Regions from separate parts of the Hordeum vulgare genome. Here region 2 is linked to region 1. The links are chromatin contacts, called in public Hi-C maps. All regions are on one chromosome and are shown on one strand. The core of a region is the stretch at or near the end of the contact, and the rest is flanking DNA. Distances in the headings are between cores, read along the strand shown.

The links. A called contact is a pair of places that touch in the nucleus more often than the background predicts.
Region 2: a contact with region 1 is called in a Hi-C map of seedling, with 3 times the contacts expected there. The contact joins the enhancer-like site here to the promoter of LOC123430285 in region 1. A contact is called at or near these places in 2 of 6 Hi-C or Micro-C datasets (leaf and seedling) and 1 of 1 datasets of contacts at active chromatin or transcription factors (embryo).

The regions. Positions count from the first base shown.
Region 1 is chr2H:477,092,576-477,099,774 of MorexV3_pseudomolecules_assembly, reverse strand. It overlaps LOC123430285, which reads right to left and starts at 1,913. Exons shown (of 3, transcript XM_045114157.1): 1 at 1,201-1,913; 2 at 923-1,108; 3 at 1-377. The coding sequence starts at 1,722. The coding sequence ends at 84.
Region 2 is chr2H:477,269,820-477,276,880 of MorexV3_pseudomolecules_assembly, reverse strand. No RefSeq gene overlaps it. Among protein-coding and RNA genes, the nearest start is that of LOC123426734, 23 kb to the left of the region's middle. Within about 2 kb of position 3,155, at least 3 of the 3 cell types and tissues checked have open chromatin away from gene starts, as enhancers often do. A contact at or near this core is called in leaf and seedling, where this site is marked.

The sequences.
Region 1 (7,199 bases), core at 664-3,163:
CACGTAATATTACATTAGACACATTACATAAGACATGCAGCAAGAAGAAGAAGAAAGAAAAGATGGCAGGTCAGGTAGGGTGGCTAGACGTGGGTGCAGGATTTCTTGAGGGAGACGACCTTGCCCAGCTTGGTCGTGTCCAGGCGGACGCTGCACTGCACGTTGTTGTAGAAAGTGGGCTTGACCAGCTTGCCCAGCACGCCCGCCCGCGCCCTGATCCTTAGCGTCAGCTGCAGCGGCACCGGCGGAGGCGGCACGCCCTTAGGCCCTGGCGTGCTGCTCAGCCCCGCGCCGCCGCCGTACAGCGGCACCTTACTGCCCACCACCGTCACCGCCACCTTGCGCTGGCTCTTCCTTGGCTGGTAGAAGTACTTCATCTGTCACAAACAGTTGGATCAGGATTCAGAAGTACTGTCTTTAGACGGTTTTGTAGCATGAGTTCACAACAGGAATGGGATCTCAACCCAATTACCAAAAAGAAAAAGAGAAAGGAAGAATACGAAGTTGATTTCTGTAAATACTGTATATATGAACTGGATGACAGCAACTCGGGATGACGATGTCCTGTTCGAGTTTTTCAACAGTGTTGAGTGGCCTCTGCTTTTGTAGCTATCAGCAGGACGTTGTCATGGCTAAAAAACACCCGTTTGTTTTGGTCAATGTGCAGCTGTGGTCCAAAGTTCGCAATCTAGAAACCACAAGACTGACTTCTTGCGTTTCCAATGTGAAAATGTGCATTCACAATACGACTCTTTGACGTAAATGTACCGCTTAAATTTTTTATCTTGACAAGAAATTAATCGCCTCGGTTGTTCTCCAAGCTGAGGATTACTACCATTGGATCCGTCCATCAGACGAGATCGATCAAAGAAACAGAGAATCGGTAGTACGAGGATGCGCGCGTGAATGAATGAATGCTTACATCGCCGGAGGCCATGAGGAGCTGGGAGTAGTAGAGCGTGACGGGCTGCGCCGTGACGTGCACGCCGAAGAAGCTCCCCGTGTTGCGGAACGTGAGCCTGACGGTGGCGTTGATCGTGGACATCTCCGTGGGCACCAGCGACGCGTCCGTCCCCGCCTGGATCACGAAGTTGTGGAACGTCACGCTCTGCGCAATCAACGCAGAGGAACCATCAGTTGTTGCAAGACAAGATGAATCACGAATCCGGCGACACGGAGGAACTGAGTGAGAGTACGTACGTTGACGGAGACGACAGGCTTCTGGTTGCGGCTGGCGCCCCAGAGGACGAGGGCGAAGAAAGCGAAGAGCACGAGGAAGGCGCCGACGAAGCCGAGCCCGTAGCGCACCTTCTTGGGGAGAGCGGAGAAGCCGCCGGCGCGGCCGTCGGCGTCGTCGTCGTCCTCCATGAGGAGCCCTTCCTCCTCGATGGCCGCCTCCTTCATCCAGGGGCTGCGGCGCGCCGCCTCGCCGCCGCCGCCGCCACCCCCGCCGCGCTTCCCGCCTCCGCCGGCGACGCCGCGGCGGGAGGAGCCGGCGGAGGGGACCTTGCCGGAGAAGCGCGAGGAGGAGGACTCCCTGGAGTGGTTCCCGAGCGAGCGCGGCGGGGACGCGGCCGGGGAGGAGTGGAAGGAGGAGGCGGCCGTCTTGGAGTGGTTCTCGCCGTCGTCGTGGCTGGGCGACTGCACGTAGTAGGGCGCCCGCGGCGGCGACGACGGCGCCAGGCTCGACGTCACCTCCGAGTCGGTCTTGGCGTGATGCATTGCGAGAGCGTCCGGCGTCTCGTCGTGCGTGCGCCCTCTCTCCTCTCTTCTCCCCTTGGTGAGTGTTGGTCGTCGTCTCCTTGGGCGCGGCCACGTGCGGGGTTGGCTCTTGTAGCGAGCGTGGATGTGTCGTGTGTGCAGTAGTGCTCGCCCACCTCTGTCTGGCGTGGGTTTGTGGCGTGCGCGGAGGGTCGGGTGGGTCGGGGCGGACGTGTTGGGAGATGTGCGTCCGCGTCCCGGGATGACTTCCGGGGGCGGGGCGGGGCGGGGCGGCGGCACCCGGACCCGGAGGACGCGGATCCGCTGCTGCTATAACGATAACGATGGGCGCTCCTACGCATTCGTCAACCGTATGTAGAGCGTGATCCCGAACGGGTGGGTTTAGCCGTTTAGGCCACTTGCTTTGCTTAATCTGGACCGTCAATTCAGGACCCGATCGATTTGCTTACGCGCTAAGTTTTCCCTTCTAACTGAGATTGACTGGTGGTAACGACATGGGGGTGGGGTGGTTGCACCGATGACCACAAAGGGTTTCGCAGCCGTCATTAGTTAACGCACTATCAAATCAAGAAGAACAAGAAAAGTGTCTTTACAAATCCAATCGCTATCCATGTAACAGGTATGGTATCTCTCATTTTTCTTGTTCAAATTGTTTACTCGAATCATAAAATAAAGAGAGAAGATATCGTGGATGTTGTGAGCTAATTAATCTGGCATCATAACATGTACTTAAAATTATGAAAAAGCTATGAAGTTGATGTCGATTCTTTACAATTTCCGAGTGAACGCTTTATCTACGGTAGCACGGATCTTAGCGCAAGACTGGACACCACGTCACTTTTTGCGGTCGTTTGCTCGGGCGGGTGGAATGGGCGATGGTAGCCCCAGATGTGATGATTGACGATGCGACGAGGATCTGGTGGCACGGGGACCCCACAACGGTTGTGCGTGATCGTATTTGGACCAATACACTTCTTGACTCAAACTCGTGAGAGGATCTTTAATGAACTATTCATTTCACAAAAGAAAAAAAAATTGTGAAGTAGCATGCAATCAACATTGGCCACATGAGGGAGAAGGCTAAGTATTTTTGCGAAGCTCTAGCAATGTGATGAGTTTGGTTTGATTCCACTTATGGAGTTCAATAGTGACTTTGATGGTACTTTGGTGGCTCAGCTCTTTGCCACTGTCCACTTTGCAATGATGAAGCTCGGGCACTCATTTGAATGACTAAGGACAAACACTTCTCTGCTCTTTGGAGGGGTTTTGTTTGTATTCTCGGTTATGATGACAAGGGCTTAGAGGAAGCTATGGACTTTTGCCCTCATAAAGTTTCAGAATGCCGATAACAAGGATGTGCTTATGGATCTTTATGTGCAAGGGAGAGGTGTTGCAAGTCATTCCATTTGACGCCCTCGATTTGATCGTACAGTAATCATATACGCAAACGTGTACGATCAAGCTCAAGGACTCCTAATCAATATCACAACACAACTCTATACACAAAAATCAAACATAAAGGTATATATGACAAGCCAAGCCACGAGGGCTTGAGTACATTAGTTAGCGGAAGCAACAACTCCTGAGTATAGACATTAAGTAAACAAGTTTTGTCTTAAGAAGGCTAGAACAAAAGATACACTAATCGAAAAGGCAAGGCCTCCTGCCTGGGTGCCTCCTAAATACTCCTGGTCGTTAGCGACCCCCACGTAGTAGTAGGCTCCATCGGGATAGTAGCTGTCGTCGACAATAGCATAAGGCTCGTGGGATCCTCCATCTAATCGCAACAATCGGGTAGAAGAACATAGGGGAAAAGGAAGCAAAGCGACTGTGAGTACTCATCCAAAATACTCATGAGACTTACATCGGGTCTAAACTACATATGCATTAGTATCAAATAAAAGGGATAGTATATGTGGACTAAACTGTAGCATGCCAGAATAAAGGGGGGAAGCTAGTCTTGTCGAAGACTACTCTTCTCGTAGCCATCATCTTGCAGCATGAGAAGAGAACAGATTTCATAGTAACAAGTATCAACGTATAGCAATAATCCTAACTCAGAGATCCTCTCCTCGTCTCCCTAAGAGAGAGAGCGATCGCCGAGTTGTATTTGTCACTTGTCTGGATGTATTTTATTAAGTATCCAGTTCTAGTTTTAAGAGATCGGAATACAACTCCAAATCATGTTATCGTGGACACATCTATTCGAATAGTTAATTCATCCCTGCAGGGGTGCATCACATTTTCCCAACATGCTTGATACCCTCTGGCAGGATACACTTTCCTGGGTCATGTCCGACCTCGGGACATCAACACGTTGTAGCCTCACCTAGACTCAACAGAGAGGCCAGCCTGTCGGACTAAATCCTATGCATGCATGGGTCTTGGGCCCATCGCCCTTTGTACTCCTGCATGTTGCGTGGGCGACCGAGATCAGTCCTGACGACCTCCTTTACAAGGCAGGTGCTTACGCAGACCACTCGGGCGCGCGCCACTCCAATTCTGACGTACGAAGAGCTTCGGCTGATACAACGACGACGAGTACCCATAACTGTTCCCGCGTGAAGTTAGTGCGTATAGGTCAATCGACCAACTCAGATCAAATATCCAAACTTGTTAAGCGTGTTATTATGAAATAATTGCGGACAACGACCAGGGACCAGGCCCACCTCTCTCCTAGGCGGTCTTAACATGCCCTGTCGCTACGCCACAAAAGATCCACACAGGAGGGCGTCAGGGAAATGTCCTTTCAGCCCCTAGTCTGTGAATCACTCATCGGTACTCTATGAGCCGACCCGACTTTAGTCACATCAAGTATCATTTATAGTATGTATATATATACTCGTGATCATCTCCCTTAGGGGATCACGGGTCGATAGTATAGCATAGCAGGCGGACAAGAGTGTAGGGCCACTGATGGAGTACTAACAAATCTATACTAGGCATTTAGGATAACGTGTAAGAGTATCAACAATAGTACTAAGGTCAGGCTATGCAACAGTATATGATCAAACCGATAAGACGACGACGACGACCTCTAAGAGTCCATCAAACTTGGTGTGTGTCCCAGACCCGATATGAGGCTCGATTGGGGCCTCCAACTGTAGACGTTTGGTTTTGGTGCGAGGTTTGTTTGATATTTGGCTCGGATCATCGACACTCCTTCAACAAGTGGTTAGGAATAGCGACAAATATTGTAAGATAGTGGCTTCAGACTTACCGATATATTACTTTGTAAAATCTTTATAAATAATTAATAAAACGATCACATGCATCTTTAGATGCAAAGATCGGAGGGTCATCCTCCTTTAGGCCTTGTTTGGTAGAGGTGGATCTAAGAGGGTTGGAGGGGAGGGGATTTCACGGGATTTGGTGAATCCCCCTCTTACACCCAATCCCCTCAAATCCACTTCAAACCCCTCCAATCACAATCCGCGCCATATGAATCACATGTTTGATAGGCAGGGATTGCAATATTGTGAAACGTCTAAAAATGTAATCTTGTACCAAAAAGAGCTTGCTACAAAATTGTAAAGGTCTCCAAATAAAAATGTGAACTGCTACACGGGGTAATGTTGTAGCAACAACGCAATTTTGCATGAATTTGAATTGCTATCTCATCACATGCATGGAGTGTAACACAACAAGAACATAAGTTTTCGTAACATCATTACTTGGAATCAACATGACATGTGTGATCTTACAAAGCAACAACATTTCACACAGCCACAAAATATTTGTATCCAGCAACACAGAGCACTTGTGCAATTGCTCATCATCAGTTTTATCCAGCTTTTGAGTGTCCAACAAAGATAACAAAGATAGTGCAACACAGCATAATATAACACATGTGTGATCATCCAACTTTTGAGTGTCCAAAAAGTTCTATCCATCCAACTTATTTAGTGTTGCTTCTTTGAGTGCCTAGAACCCGATGAAACAAAAAGAGATGAACATGGGGTGCTACTTTTGCATGGGAAACAAAAAGAGATGAACCTAATGAAACAAAAAGAGATGAACAAGCTCCCTGTGCTCACAAAAATAGGGGTGGCTCACTAGTGGCCTGAGCAGCTGATGAAAACAAGATCAAATAGACACTAACTTCGTAGAGTATCATTGAACGGAAGTTAATGAAATCATTTATGTTTACTACAGTACATACGTAACATGTTTGTAATCAAAATAATTTCAAAAGTTAGCTGTAGAAAATAATTTTAGAAGTTGCATACCTACATCTACATCAATAATTTACTTTTTCTATGTACAGAAGTTTCTATTAATGTTACCACCATGTAACAAAACACTGAAAGCAGAAAGTTCAGTTAAAATGTACCATCATGTACACTCGAGGTTACACATTACAGAAGTTAAAAAACACTAAAAATCATAGTGTAAGGTAGACTAATGTAGACTGTAACTAGAAATAAAAAATCACTGTAAAATTAAAACTAAAATTACATTTACACTAGCCATTTCCGCTGGAAGACAAAACTAAATTAAGCTGAAACCCACTCAAATTTTACACTCCAAATTACAGTCCGAATCATTGTTACTTAACTTAAAAATTCTGTCCAGCAACTACACATCAATGGACTCAACTGACTAGGAGATTCAGCGTAGGCAACCATATATCTACATCAAAAACAGACGGCAAAAATCAACCTGCCAACTCAGACACATGGAAGACTACAACGACATTCGCAAGCACTAATAAAAATAGACGAGAGGGATCCATGGGTACATCTACATCTGCAACAAAAATACCTCAAACCGACCAACAGAAATAGATGGGAACAACAGAACACTTAACCGGATCTACCAAATCACAAAGAGAAAATTGTATGAAAAAGGCAATTTGCGAACCAACAACCTCACGTGTGTGCATGAAAAATGGAACTTCGCCTATCCCTCTCTCCCTGTTGAGAGACAGATGAATCAAACCACAACTCTGAACTCAGTCTTGTGGAGAAGCAAGCAAGGAATGGCGACGGTACAATTACAGTTCGGTATTTATCGTCGTTTTCTCCGGACAGATGCCATAGGGAGGCTAATCATACGTGGTTGGGACCGAGGATATGCCGTCGGGCTCCAGAAACGGGATTGGGTACAAGCAGTGCGAGACACGTGAAATGCCCAGGTTCGGGGCCCTCTTTGAGAGGTAACACCCCTAGTTTTTCTTGAGTTGGTTGATGATCCGGCTGAGGATACTAGATGCTCCTTGAGCTGTATGTTGGAGAAGGAAGAAGGAGCTGGGAGCTCTCTTTTCTCCTCCTGTGTGAGTGTGTGTGTTTGGCCGACCCCTTGCATGAGGCTGGGTCACGGGGTTTTATATGCCAACCCCTCGCTTACAATAGGAATAGAAGGTACTAGGTGGGTGTAAGTGCATCTAGTGCCCCTTAGTGATTTTGGTGGTTTGAAGACTTATAGGTTAAGTATCTAATGTGTTCATGAGTGTACACACGATCTATAAGTCACTG
Region 2 (7,061 bases), core at 1,906-4,405, 180 kb before region 1:
TCTTAAATGAACCTTTTGTCAAACTCATAAACACTTTTGGAGTTTGCGATTGTTTCTGAAATAAATTGATTTTATTAATAAGATGAACTTCTTTTGAATTCGTGAAATTTTTTAACACATTAACTTTTTTGATTTGGTAAACCTTTTTTATTACGCGAACTTTTTTTGCATGTTGGTGAACTTCATTTGAAATCTGTGAACATGTTTTCAAATAATTGGAAAATCTAAGTGTTGTGTACTCCCTTCATTTCTAAATGTAAGATCTTTTAGAGATTCTACTATAAACTACATACGTTCATATTTTAAGATGTATGTTTATTTATTGGAAAACGTTTAAAATCTATCGATTGATCATGCTGGCACATCAGCCATCTCTTCCGCCAACCACGTGTCCAGGTGAGGGCGTATTCGTTTTGAGGCGGGTTTTATGCTCTGCCCCGCTGCATGTCACTTGTAAATTGCTGCATGCCACAGACACAACGTACTCTTAGGGTGTGTTTGGCAGCTGTTCTCATCCTAGCATAGTTGTTCTCTGTTGATGCATGCTAAGTATAGACATGATGAATACATGCATCTTCAGTTGTTTGGTGGTCATGCATGTGTTGTGACATGTTTGGATGAGACTGTGTTTGGTAGGAAGAGGGAGGAGGAAGAGGTGCACTGCGCAGGGGGGGCGCCGGAGCGACGGGGCGAGGCGCAGGGGGGGCCGCCGGAGCGACGGGGCGAGGCGCAGGGAGGCCGCCGGGGCGAGGGGGCGAGGGGGCGACGAGGCGAGGGGGCGACGGGGCGAGGGGGCGAGGCGCAGGGGGGCCGCCGGGGCGAGGGGGCGAGGCGCAGGGGGGCCGCCGGGGCGAGGCGCAACGGGGGTGCCGGGGCGAGGCGCAGGGTGGCCGCCGGAGCGACGGGGCGAGGGGGCGAGGGTGCATGGGCTCAGCATAGCTGGCCTCAGCTCGCCTCTGCGGGGGTGCTGGGCTCAGCTATGCTGAGGCCCTTTTTTGCATAAGTTGATGCATGCTCTCCTCAGCCCATATACCCTACCAAACAGCGAAAAGTGGGTCGGGGAGGGAACTTTTGGACTCATACATTCTTCATGCAGGCTATCAAACACGCCCTTAATGCATGATCGGATTATTGCCATGCACCAGTTATACTATAGCTAGTAGTCCTACACTAGACGTGTTAATATTTACGAGACATGTGTAATGCTACGCATGTGTGCATGTTGATGGCCATTGTGCACGAGCTTGCTGCACTGCGTGCCATCAGAATACGTCGATGGTCGATTCCGCAAGGCGGTGGCGCAGCAACACCCGGCGGCATTATCGGAGCACCGGCTCACATGGCAGCGACGTTTGTACCGGCTCGTAGCACAAATGCGCGTTCATAGTGCTGGCTCATAATCATAGCCGCTCGTAGCACGATTGTGTCGTCACAACACCGGCTCACAACACAATGACGACATCGTTCCAACGGCTCGTAATCATGGCCACTCGTATTATGATGGTATTATCACATCATCGGCGCACAACATGGCACCGGCATCGCAGCGCAACACGACGGCGCCAGCAGGCTCCTAATCATGACCGCTCGCGGCACGTTGGCGTCATCGCGCCACCAGCTCAGAGCATGGTGACTGCGTCGCAACACGAGCTCGTAGCATGACGGCACCCTCACATCACCGATGCACCGGCTCACAATCATGACCGGTCACAACACGATGGCGTCGTCGCAGCATGAGCTCGCAATCATGGCCGCTCGCGACACGATGGCGTTATCCCAGCACCGGTTCACAACACAATGGCGTCGTCGCAACACCGGATCGCAATCATAGCCGCTGGCCACACAGTGGCGTAGTCACAGGACGACTCCGTCGTCGCAACACCGGCTCGCAACATCGGCTCGTAATCATGGCCACTCGAAACACAGTGGCGTCGTCACAGCACCGGCTCACAGCACGGCGGCACCCTCGCAACACCGGCTAGCAATCATAGCTACTCGCAACACGGCAGCGTCGTCGCAACACCCACTCGTAGCGTGGTGGCGTCGTCGCAGCACCGGCTCGGAGCACGGCACAGTCGTCGCAACACCAACTCGTAGCACACTAGTGTTGTCGCCACACTGACTCGCAACATGACAACATCCTCGCATCACCACGTAGCACGGCGGCACCCTCGCAACACCGGCTCACAATCATGGCCGCTCGCGGCATGATGACATCGTCGTAGCACCGACTCTTAGCACTGCGGCACCCTTGCAGTACTGGCTTACGACGTCCTTGCAGCACCGGCTCGTAGCATGGCGACACCCTCACAACACCGGCCTGCAATCATGGCCGCTCGTGTCACGGTGGGGGTGTCGCAACACCAGCTCACAATCATGGCCGCTAGTGATATAGTGGCATCGTCGCAACACCGACTCGCAACATGGTGGTGTCGTTGCAGCATGGCCTCATAGCACGACGGTGCCCTTGCAGCACCGGCTCTGAATCATGGTTGCTCGCAGTACGGTACACCATTGTAGTATCGGATCGCAACACGGTATCGTCGTCGAAGCATCAGCTAATAGCACAGTGGTGCTCTCACAACACTGGCACACAACACGTCGATGATAGTCGCAACATGGCGTTGTTGTAGCATCAGTCGGTAAATGACTGAATATATGCACGTAGCTTAAATACTAGTTGATACATGAAAAAGAGAAAAAAGTGCTGCATTGTAGCTAGCTTTCTCTCTACTGTACAATCAACATGAATGGCTCGATTCTTGACTGAATTAGAAGTAACATGCGAAACAGTGCGTCGTGGCCTTAGCACCCATGCGAATAAAAAAACAAACGACCAATGTGGAGAATCAGACGGCTGACTAAACGAACTTAGGGATCGATCGGGTGGCTAGGCTGCCGGCTGATCATAGGCGCAGATCAGCCGGCTGATTTGTAGCAGCGGCCTTATTTATTTTGCTCTGTATTTAAGAACGGAGGAAGTAATAATTAGTGTGCCCAATTTTCTTTTTTTAAAAGTTCCGTGCTGTAAAATAATCCGTAGTTGGTATTAGTTTGAGTGGTCAGTTGCGTTGTGTGGAAACGCGATATGGCTAGTTCGAATCTGTGTCGAGAGCCAATTTCTGCGTTGTTTTTCTCGCGGTGCGCTGTCGTGGGCCAGCCCACCTAGACGCTGCTGCGAGGGCCAGTTTTGTTGTGCGAAGGCGTACAATAGGAGGTCCCAGCGCCAGGGATCAAACACTTGAAGCGTTGGTTGCCAGGAAACAACAAATACAAGTACACCACCTCGCGCAATGAAGTAAATGTAGTTCGTTTTCCTTTTATCCTTTTTGAATAATTTTTAAATTTTTTAAATTTCCTTTTTCTCTGCTTGCTTTTCCCTTTTTCGTTTTCTTTCAATTTTATTTTTCATGATTTTTTAAAACAATGGACTTCTATTTTAAATAGATATTTTTTTCCGAATTCGGTGATTTGTTTTCTGTTTTGATGAACATTTTGTCAAAATTAATGTTTTTTTTAAAATCTGATGAACCTCTTAAAAACTTCAATGAATTTATTCCAATTATGATGCATATTTTTCAGATTCCAAGAACTTTTTTCAAAACCAATGAACTTTTTTTAAAATACGATGTTTTTTTTCCAAATTCAATGATTTTTTAAATTGTAGATTGTTTTTTCAAATTTGATGAACCTTTTAAAAAATTTAGTGAACTTTTCTTCAAAATCCATGAACATTTTTTATTTCAATTTTTTATTTTTTGCTAAGATTTCATTTTTCCATACTATTGAATGGATGACTAGTGTTTTCAAAGCTAGGGGCGTGTAAACGCGATCGATGGAGCAAACCCCACCAGTGATCGATGGACCAAACCATTGATGAAGCGCTCACCTGTATGGGCCGTCCCATGGGGTAACGATGCATGGGCGGCGGCTTAGGAAGCTGGCGCGTGCAGCGCCAACTAGGAGCTCCCCTTCATGCATTCGTTCCCCCCTCACCCGCTTTGGACCGGCTCAAGTGTGGGGCGGGGCGCCCCTTTTTTCTTTCTTCGTTCTAGTTCCTTTATTTTTTATGTTATTTTTATACTTTAAAAAAATGCTCATAATTTGTACAGAGGTTTCAATTTTGTAAAATAATGTTCAAAAATCATTTTTATATAAATCTTTGAAATATTATAAAATGTTTTCACAAAATTGGAAGAAGTTTTGGATTAGGAAAAAAATGTTCACGAGTCTCAAAATAATGTCTCGGATATTCAGTAAATTTTCATGATTAAGAAAAATAATGAATTCAAAAAATGTTTGTAATTTTTTTAAGACATAAAATTGTACAAAAGGGTATCGATTCTAAAAATGTTCGTGAATTACAAAAATTCTTCATCATCTTTTTAAATGTTTGGCGATTCAAATTCTTTATTGATTTAAAAAATGTTATTAGTTGGTGAAGGTTTTGCTAGTTGTTGTGCGGATCAAAGTTCACGAAGATCAACAAGAAGTCGATTGTCGCCACGAAGCATGTCGTTGTGTTCTCATCCACTGATGTGGGTTCGCAAATAGGTCGGGGGGGGGGGGGGGGTGATTAGACTATTTTACTAATTAAAACTTAACATTTTCTAATTTTAGTTATAGATAGATTTTAGCGATTAAGACAGATCGAGGTACACCCTACACACGCATATATAAGTAGTGGGTACTGGAAAGTAGAGACATTGCATGTGAAAGTAAAGAAAGGATCAGAGAAAACAAGCGCAATGAAGATACATAGATTTTTGACATGGTTTCGATAGGTGGTGCAATCGTACGTTCACGTTGATACAGACTTCAACCTATGTAGGGTAACGAGTGCGCGAGTCCACGAAGGACTCCACCCACGAAAGGTCCACGAAGAAGCAACCTTGTCTATTCCACCATGGCTTACGTCCACGAAGGACTAGCCTCACTCGGAAAAATCTTCAGAAACTACGCGATCTCCTTGCCCCTATAAATTTCTTAGTTCAACTCCACACTATTTGAAGAATTGCAAGCGACACCTAACCAATCTATGAGACACCAATCTTCAAAAGGTAATACATATTGTTTTGATGATGAACTATTTCCTCTTGTACTTCAGAAGATAGTCTACTCAATCACTCTTTTACAGAATTTGGCTTGATAGAAGAGAAGGCTTGGGTGGAAAGCAACTTGATAAGCTATAAATTAAGGATCATATGGTTGGAGTGGAATGCCTTTATCTCAACACAAGTGTAGGTGGTTCTCTCTCAGAAAATGGATATGAGCAGTGTATGTTTCGTCCTGGTTGCTCTAACCAAGAGTAGCTGGTGGTGGAGGGGTATATATACCATCACCAAAATTCTAGCAGTTACTCACTTTATGTGCAACTCAATGGACCCGACATGAAATCTCGAAGGCACTGAGTAGTGCAAAAGATTCGAACGTTAGACATTGGGTGAGGGAGTCCGGGAATCTCGGGTCCTCGAGCGGCCGGTTAGTCAATGACAAGTGGGCCCATTGGGCCGTGCTGTAGAAGATCGGGCCTTCTGACGACCTTTCCCGTGGAAGGAGTATCCCAAAGATTGGTGTGTACTTTAAGCTTAGAAAGACTATGTCGGCTCATCTATTCCCGATTATAGTCGGTAACTTGTAAACCCTAGGGTACCTGCTGTCTATATAAACCAAAGGCCCCTATCCGTGTAGAGGAGGCTGAATCATCTAGGGTTTAGCATATATGATCTCGAGGTAGATCTACTGTGTAATCATCTTCATAAATACAATCAAGCAGGACATAAGGTATTACCTCCATAGGAGGGCCCGAACCTGGGTAAACCGCTGTCTCCCCCTTCTTCCTACAACCCATAGATCTAAGGACCACAGTTCGGGACCCCCTACCCGAGATCTGTCGGTTTTGACACTGACATTGGTATTTTCATTGAGAGTTCCGATGTTGGATCGCCGAGGAGATCGATGGCTCGCCTAAACGTGAGTGACTGAATCAGCAACAGAGACATCTTTGTCCTCGGACAAGTTCTCTCGTTCGGCACCATTACGCTGCACACAAACCCAACCGACCGTCTTGGCCAGATCGGAAGCTTCCTCCCCGATCAACAAACGAGGTGAGGGAGTTTCGAACCCCCAACCCATCCGCGGACCAATCTTTTCCTCGCAAGAATCCCGGCTTCGGCCAATGAGATAAAAAAACCCGAAGCTTTAACTTCGGGTCCCGCGTTCGGCCATGTCTTCGGATCCCTCTCTTTCGAAGAGTCGGCCCCTAGATCAGACCTGACTTGGATGCCTGGATCACAACAAACGGCTTTGACCGAACATGCCTCCCTCACGGCGGCCCCGGAGGTTAACTCCGACAAACATCCGATGATGTATGAGGACGAGCCCTCGGCATTAAATGAGATGCTCGGGCTGATCCAATCGTTGCACATGTCAACCAGCCCGACCCGTTCGCAGTACGGCTTGGAATATGGGGACTTCTACAGCCCACCCACCACCCACTTGGTAGCAAATGTAGAAGACTTAACCGATGCATTAGAATACGGCTCAGAGGAGCTTGAGGGCATGGACTATGAGGCCAAGGAACCCACTCCACAAATACAGGGTGATGGGCCACCGCATTCACTTATGACATCTACATGGTGGACACGCCCGGTAACAATGGTGACCTCCCCCTCAGCCAAACGATGACAAATTCGGGGAGGAGAATTCAAAACACCGAAAGTAGCGTAAGCGTGCTAAGGCGAACAAGGGAAAAGTCTGTGCGGAAGGCACTGGGGAAAATAAAACCCTAGAGGACGATGGTAACCTCAGAATACCAGAACATCCGCTAGAGGATGCAGACCAACCCGAGGAGCAAGACGACCCCGACGACATCAATAGGTTGGATGATGATGATTACCCCCTGTCAACGACTACTCGGAGGACGAAGACTTCGCAGTACCCGAGGACCTCGGAGGTGAGGAAGAATTTCAGCAGTTACTCCTAGCTACTGCTCGAAGCTTAAAGGCAAAGGAGCGTCAACTCCAGGCCGAACAAGACACCTTAAACACCAGGTGGGCCAA